Linked DNA regions of Mus musculus: region 2 is linked to region 1. The links are chromatin contacts, called in public promoter capture Hi-C maps. All regions are on one chromosome and are shown on one strand. Each heading gives the region's core, a stretch centred on a gene start, on an enhancer-like site or on the middle of the called end of the contact. The rest is flanking DNA. Distances are from core to core; before and after follow the strand shown.

The links. Promoter capture Hi-C pulls out the DNA fragments that hold promoters and counts their contacts.
Region 2: a promoter capture Hi-C map of pre-B cells shows a contact between it and region 1, with 2.4 times the contacts expected there. The contact joins two enhancer-like sites.

The regions. Positions count from the first base shown.
Region 1 is chr13:109,444,571-109,447,939 of GRCm38.p6, forward strand. The region is part of intron 3 of Pde4d (phosphodiesterase 4D, cAMP specific); the gene reads left to right. Among named protein-coding and RNA genes, the nearest start is that of Gm32703, 5.2 kb to the left of the region's middle. Within about 2 kb of position 1,786, at least 27 of the 459 cell types and tissues checked have an H3K27ac peak or open chromatin away from gene starts, as enhancers often do. A contact at or near this core is called in pre-B cells, where this site is marked.
Region 2 is chr13:109,906,144-109,909,512 of GRCm38.p6, forward strand. The region is part of intron 8 of Pde4d (phosphodiesterase 4D, cAMP specific); the gene reads left to right. Among named protein-coding and RNA genes, the nearest start is that of Mir1904, 4.0 kb to the left of the region's middle. Within about 2 kb of position 1,633, at least 55 of the 459 cell types and tissues checked have an H3K27ac peak or open chromatin away from gene starts, as enhancers often do. A contact at or near this core is called in pre-B cells, where this site is marked.

The DNA of each region.
Region 1 (3,369 bases), core at 536-3,035:
ACACTGTCTTTCTTCATCTTCACATGCCCCTCTGTTTCTTTGTGGAAGGACAGATCAGAAGATGGCAACAGACCAATGGCTGTGAACAACAAGCATTTTAAAGGAGCCATGGGCTTTGATTTCAGAAACCCTAGCTCTGGTCTAGGATAGCGCTAAGCCCTTTGGATAGGCAGGGTAGAGAGAAAGAGAGAGAGAGAGACGTGGTCTAGCATTTTTCTCTTTTGTTTTATGAGAGGCCAGGAAGAAACTGATGTGGAGCAGGTCTAGAGAAGTCTTCCGAAGTTTCTCGGGATCACTATCCAAATCGAAATTCTCATTATCCTTTCCTTAGCCTGGCATGTTGATTATCATGCAGTGCTATGACGAACTCACTGTTTCTTGGTTACAAGTTAAAGTTAATAAGTGGTTGGAATAGTTGGCTTAATAGAACACTCCCCTTGGGTGCTGGTAGGATAGTGTGAGGAATGTGTCTTTCTTGTTTGAAGCTACATTCGAAATATTCGCTGGAGGATTTTATTACAAAGGCGTCTTTCCATTACACATTTTAGCCTTTTTACTGCCTAGCTAAGCAAAGATAAGGGTTCTCCTGACAGAATAAACAAGCACTCTATGCCTTCGTGTTTTCTCCTGTCAAGTTATGAGAATACAATGGTAGCCTGGCAATTCAGAAATGGGTCTTCCATGGTCAAAGAAGGAATACACAGGTCAGCTTTCTAGGAATTTAAGTTCCACCCAGCAGCAATTAAGAAGACTCCTGAGAAGCCTCAATATACTCTGATGTTGAGTTACATGACAGAGTCTATCAAGAAGGGTAAATACTAACATGGGTTTGTAGTTTTTACATACACACATATATACACACACACATACATGATGAACTTTGCATAATATGATTTGTGAGAAATGTAAGATTTTATAAATCTGTACAAGATGCATAAAGTTGTGTTGAATGCAATGAAGACAGGTAGTTTCAAAGTTTAGGAGGGCATTCTATTTGAATTTCTTTGTACTCCCTTTGGAATGGGCTCAACTGACTTGGAGAATGGGGACTTACAGTAGTCAACAAACTCTGTTGAAAAAGGTTTTGGACTAGTAATTGTGGATAATGATTAATTATTTACTTATTTCATTTTCTAAGGACCAGATGTTTAAGTGCTTTGTAATAAACTGCTGTGGTGATGCTGACAGCTCATCTCTATTAAGAGGTGAAATGGGGTGATTATAACCCCTTAAATCAATATTGAGCCTGTTTTTCCTTTGAGGCTCCTGCACTTCTTTTGTTGGGCAATATGCTCCCAAGTATCAGCTCCCAAAGGCTGCAGTCTAGCAGACAGAGTTGGGTTATAACTCGATAGTCCAAATATGCGACTTATGAGCTAGCTCATTTCATTTTTTTTTTGATTGCTATATTTTCTTCATAGAATGGTGCAAAGTATAAATGACCATGTAATAGTGTAATTTGCATATGTTCAAAATTACACAGTATTTTAAACAATTAATCCAATGAATGAACATTTGAAGAAAGACAAATGGCTTGCTGTTTCACAAAGGGAAAGTATTTCTCTCTGGCCACTTTTTGTCTGAACTTTTAAATTGAAACTACAGAAACAAAACCTAGAAGTAACGTGTACAGACAGAGATCCGTTTTGAACAGTAAATGCTACTGATGTATGCACAGACCGTATTACGTCTTTTATAGAACAGCAGTATCATTCTCAGTCTGGTAAGCAAAATTCAGTCCGTATCTGCGCACTTTCTACGGCAGTTGCACAGCAGCTGACCTTCTTACAGTACTTTCTCTTCCTCTTTGTAACAGCTCTTCTCAGAAGACCAGACTCAAAGCTTGGGTCTAGATCCTGGTAGGACCAAAAAGTCTATTTGTAAACACTGGATAATAAACTTATGGCTGATAATTATGAGAGTTCTTCTTGTTCATCCATCAATCAAGCACAGTTGTAAATCCAGGCCATTGTAGGCAGAAGGTCAGGCTTAGACTAAGGTTGTTTTTAATTAGGAGAACTTCTGATTTTATTAAATATACCTTATTTGCCTCTTGGCTTTCTATTTTAATGTCTTTTATTGTCTCTAGTGATAGGATTCTTGAATTCTAAGTGATACCTTAGAACTTATAAGTGAAAATTAAATTCGATTACGAATATTTTGATTGAGAAGGAAATTTGCAACTAGAAATCCTAGTGTGTGCCCACAATGTACGCAAATTAAGCTTTAGTTTTTTAGGTCTCTCTCAGATTGTTAAAATTATGCATTCTCAACTACTGACTGTGGAAACAAAAGGAGAGAAAGAACGAAAGAAGAAAGAAAGAAACAAAAAGGAAAACAGAAAACCATAAGCCAATAATGTGGGCTATCTCATGTCTGTCACGTGCTTCACTACCCACCCTGCTCTTTCAGCTACGGCTATTGAATTGCTACTTTAATGCTGACGTCTTCAGCAGAGAGAAAATGTCTTCAACTCTGGGGTGGGGGAAAGGGATGTGGTTCAGAGTGCTAAAAACGAAAGAATAACTAATAGGAAAGTAACAATGATTTTCTCATTTGCCAGAGATTTAATTTTCCTTTTGTCTGTTTTAGCCCCTTACTCACTTTCTATCTTTCTTTACTCATATCACACAAAATTCGATGGTGTCTAACTTCACTCCAATCTTTTAGGCAATAGTTCAAAAATCCTTCTAAGCCATAAGTTAACTAGAGTGGTCTGATAATCACTTGATAGGCTATTAGATTGTGTCTCCTATGGTTTGAGAATTATCGCCCTATAAACATAGCAAAGACAACAGGTTAGGGATAGTGTCTTATAAAATTTGTACTGCATATATACATGGATACATGTGTATCTCTCTGTCTCTCTCTGTGTATGTATGTATATATATATATATATATATATATATATATATGTGTGTGTGTGTGTGTGTGTGTGTGTGTGTGTGTGTGTGTGTGTGTGTGTATGTAAGGTTGTATGTTTGTATGTATGTATTAGGGTTGAAAGATGAATAACCTGGATTATACATACAGGCTATATAAGACATGACAACTCCCAAGTATGTATCAGAGGGCAACAACACTGACCAAGCTCTCATGTCCATGCCCAGTGGGTTCATAATAGCAACATCATGTATGGTATATCTGTGTTTGGGGGAACAGTGAATGCTAAATTGTACCTGTGGAGACTGTCTCTTATCTTTTCAATATCTCTCTACTTTATGGTTTGAGACACGGTCTCTCCCTGAACCTAGAACTTGTGGTTTCAGCTAGGCTGGCTAACAAGTGAGTTGTCTGTCTTCCCAGCCCCCGACCAGTACCAAGGTTACAGAAATATACATACCATCATGTCTGGCCTTTACGTGGGCA
Region 2 (3,369 bases), core at 383-2,882, 460 kb after region 1:
CAGTTAATGCAATCGACTCATTTTTCTTTTGCCTTGAAATATCAGGATAGTATTCTCCTCTGTGGAAGTTTTAAACATTTTTTTCCTAATATTAAAAACACAATAATGCACGAATAAGACGTCTAGATTTTTTTTAAACTGATAACAGACAGGATCTATTATGGAGGTGATTTGGCAGGCAGAAAGCGGGGAAGCCAGATCTTTAAGCCTGCTAACAGAGAATTCATATAGTTAAAAGATCTCAATAAAAAGAAATTGGCAATGATTAGTAGCTTTAAGGTGATGTCTAGCAGACAACATATTTTCTGTGTTGCTGTCACAGTGTACACAGACTGCTTGCTCAGGACAAGAATATGGTTGAAATCTTGGCCAAGGCAAGGGGTGGCTGTAACACATGCTAGATGCTTGTATTGGAGGCGTAAGAGATTCCAGATGGCATTTAATTTGAGTGATTACATCTACAGCATTTACTCTCAAATGCACATTAATCTGCCTAAGAGTTGTACAGATTTCCCTCCCCACCCCCATCCCCTACCCCGGAACCAGCAATTGAGGGCAATTTCAGTGAGGCCTCAGCGCTTTAGAGGCGGACAGACCTAGAAGTTCACTCTGTGTTTTATTCTCTTCTTCACTGAGTTATTAAAAAAAATCATAATGTAAACTTTTTAAGCTACACTTTCCTTTAGTATAATCTGAGGCATAACAATAACCATTTTGAAAGGGCAATATAAGAGTTTGGGGTCAAGTTTTCTTGAGTTCCTTTTTTTGTCTGAAATATTCGATTTTATTAGTTTACTGCACAAGAGTAATTTTTGGTAGAAATTCTATGTGTCATAGATTTTTGTAATATGTCTTTATCATCCACAAATAGCTAGAATAGTTTGAGGTTCTAAGGAGATGTCCAGGCATTTCTTAAGTTCACATTTAAATTCCAGATAGAATGAGGTGTTTTTCTGCTATACTGTAGCTGGAAATATAGGCCTTGCTAGCCTTCAAGACATACATATGTATGAGTCTGGGGGGCACATTGCTGTCCTTCTATACAGATTTTGCAAAGCTAAAATACTTTCAAAGTAAAATACTTTAAGATACTTTCATGGTGTTTCTGGTCACACACACACCCCAAAGGGGTCAGATAAGGGTTGGGAGGTGTCTGCATGAGAGCCGGCAGAAGTCTGGTCCCCGGGGTTCAAAGAAATTTCTGTTCCAACCTTGCAACAACCCTCTCATGATCTAATAATGCTCATTTTACTGCGTCTTCCATGTAAGATCAGTGATGCTTGCAGGAGAAAAATGAAATCCTTTTGAAATAGCCCTAAAACATATCAATCTAAAAATACTAGCTTGTGTCTGCTCTCACATTTTGGGGGCAGTTTGGTAGCTCAGCACTCTTGAAAAGCACTGGGCTTTCCAGCGAACTGTAACTTGGTCTTGAAATTGGGATTCGAGCATCCTTTGCAAAGACTTAAGGTTTTTCCGTGGCTCCCTTCAAAGGCACCCACATCGGCTTTGCACACGTAGTGACGCGTTCTCTGTTAGTCTTAGTTTGTCTTTTTGGTCCATTGCTGCTCTCTTCCTCTGCTTTGAGAACAAATTAAGCTTCTCTTCTGGAGCCTGGTTCTTCTCAACTATTTTCCCACTGGCTCCCCCTGCTGCCGTATGGGTGCCAGCGCATAGCACAGGCTAGCACTTGCTGTTGACTTCAGATAACGGTTTTCTTCCGGCCAGGAGGTTTGCAGGAAGGAAGATGGGTTGTTCACAGCTGTAGCTGAAACTTAAGATATTCCAGCCCTGCCCCACAAAAGTATAAGGGAACTCAGAAGGACCGAAATCCCATTATGAAGGAAGCTAAGTTAGTTGCAAGAGACATTTTAAGTAGTGACAATTAAAATAGTTTTAGCTGTTAAAACATAAAAAAGAGGATTCTTAAGAGTTCATATATATACATATATATGCCTCAATAAATATATAAATTTTAAGAGAAAAGCTCTTGTATAGCCATAGAAGCTGGGAACTTGGCTTCTTGATATTTTGAGTTTGGTGTCTTATGTTTCCAACTTCTTAATAAAGGTAGATTTGGGAAAGCTTTTTTTTTTGTTTGTTTGCTTTTTTTGTTCTTTTTTTTTTGTCTCTAGAGCCTCACATAAAAGATAAAAACATAAAATATAGTACCACAGCTAGAAAAAAATTCTCTCTTTGCTTATAAGTAGTAATAGAAAAACAAAACAAAACACTTGCTTAAAATGCTTTAAGTTTTGCACACATCTGTGTGTGTGTGTGAGTGTGTGAGTATGTGCATCTCTCTGGTCTGGAAACATTGCTATAAGGATTTTCACTTCATTGACATGTAAGGTCTTTGTTTATAATGTAGCAAGACATGAGAGACTACAGGGAAAAAAGCCAACAGTGTCATTGGTTCCGTTCCTGTGTCAGCTTTCTGTGTTGGCTCGCATAAACTGACCCCTCACCCCTTGCTTCTATGTTTCATTAAATAAATCAATTACTAAGAGAATGCTTTCAGCTATCATCAGTCAATCAATTTGATTTATAGGAAAATGGTAGCTTCTATGGTAGAGTATGAACTATCCCGCCCTTTTTTAAAAACAATCAAAATGTTAAGGCTTAGTTGGATAAAAGAGTGAGTGTCCTTAGCATGATTCAAGCTTCCCTCCTTCCCCACAACCAAGGCCAGGAGACGATGCTTTGAAGGGATGTCAGGAATAGGAAAACAGTTTCTTCACTCCAACAGTTGGGTGATGGACCTAGAGACTTTCTTAAAGGGCAGACACATCCGTGATATTCACTAGGATATTAGTTAAATTGGACACAGCAGCTAATGTAATAGTGGGTTTATGATCTTGTCCCGTGGAAAATACCAAATGTTTTTTTCTTTTGTTATTGTTCAGTATTCTTGGCTTTTGGAAATATTTTTGCTGAACTTTCTATGTAAGGCAGATGAGTGGCGTTTACTTGCTGGCCTGGCCCGGCGCACGCACTATTAGTGCTTACAGCAGCTCTGCAGAGTGGAAAGAACATAGATGTTTGTCGTCAGGGGAACTTGGTTTCAGATTCCAGCTCTGCCTGTTTGCTCCCTAATAATTTGGGCAGCAAGCCTTGCCTTCCCAAAGCTCAGTGTCTTCATTTGTAAACACAGCAGTGAGAAGGGCAATCCGATTGGGATGCTGGGCTAGGGAACTAGGACACTCGGTAGAGTGAGTGCCTGCCGAGTATTCATGAAGCCCCTGGGTTCAACCCCTTGCACAGCATAAACAGGGCTGCAGGGTACATGCCTGTAATCCTAGCACTTGGGAAGAGGACCGAAGGAGCAGTAGTTCAAGGTCACTCACCACTTCATAGATAAGTCAAGCC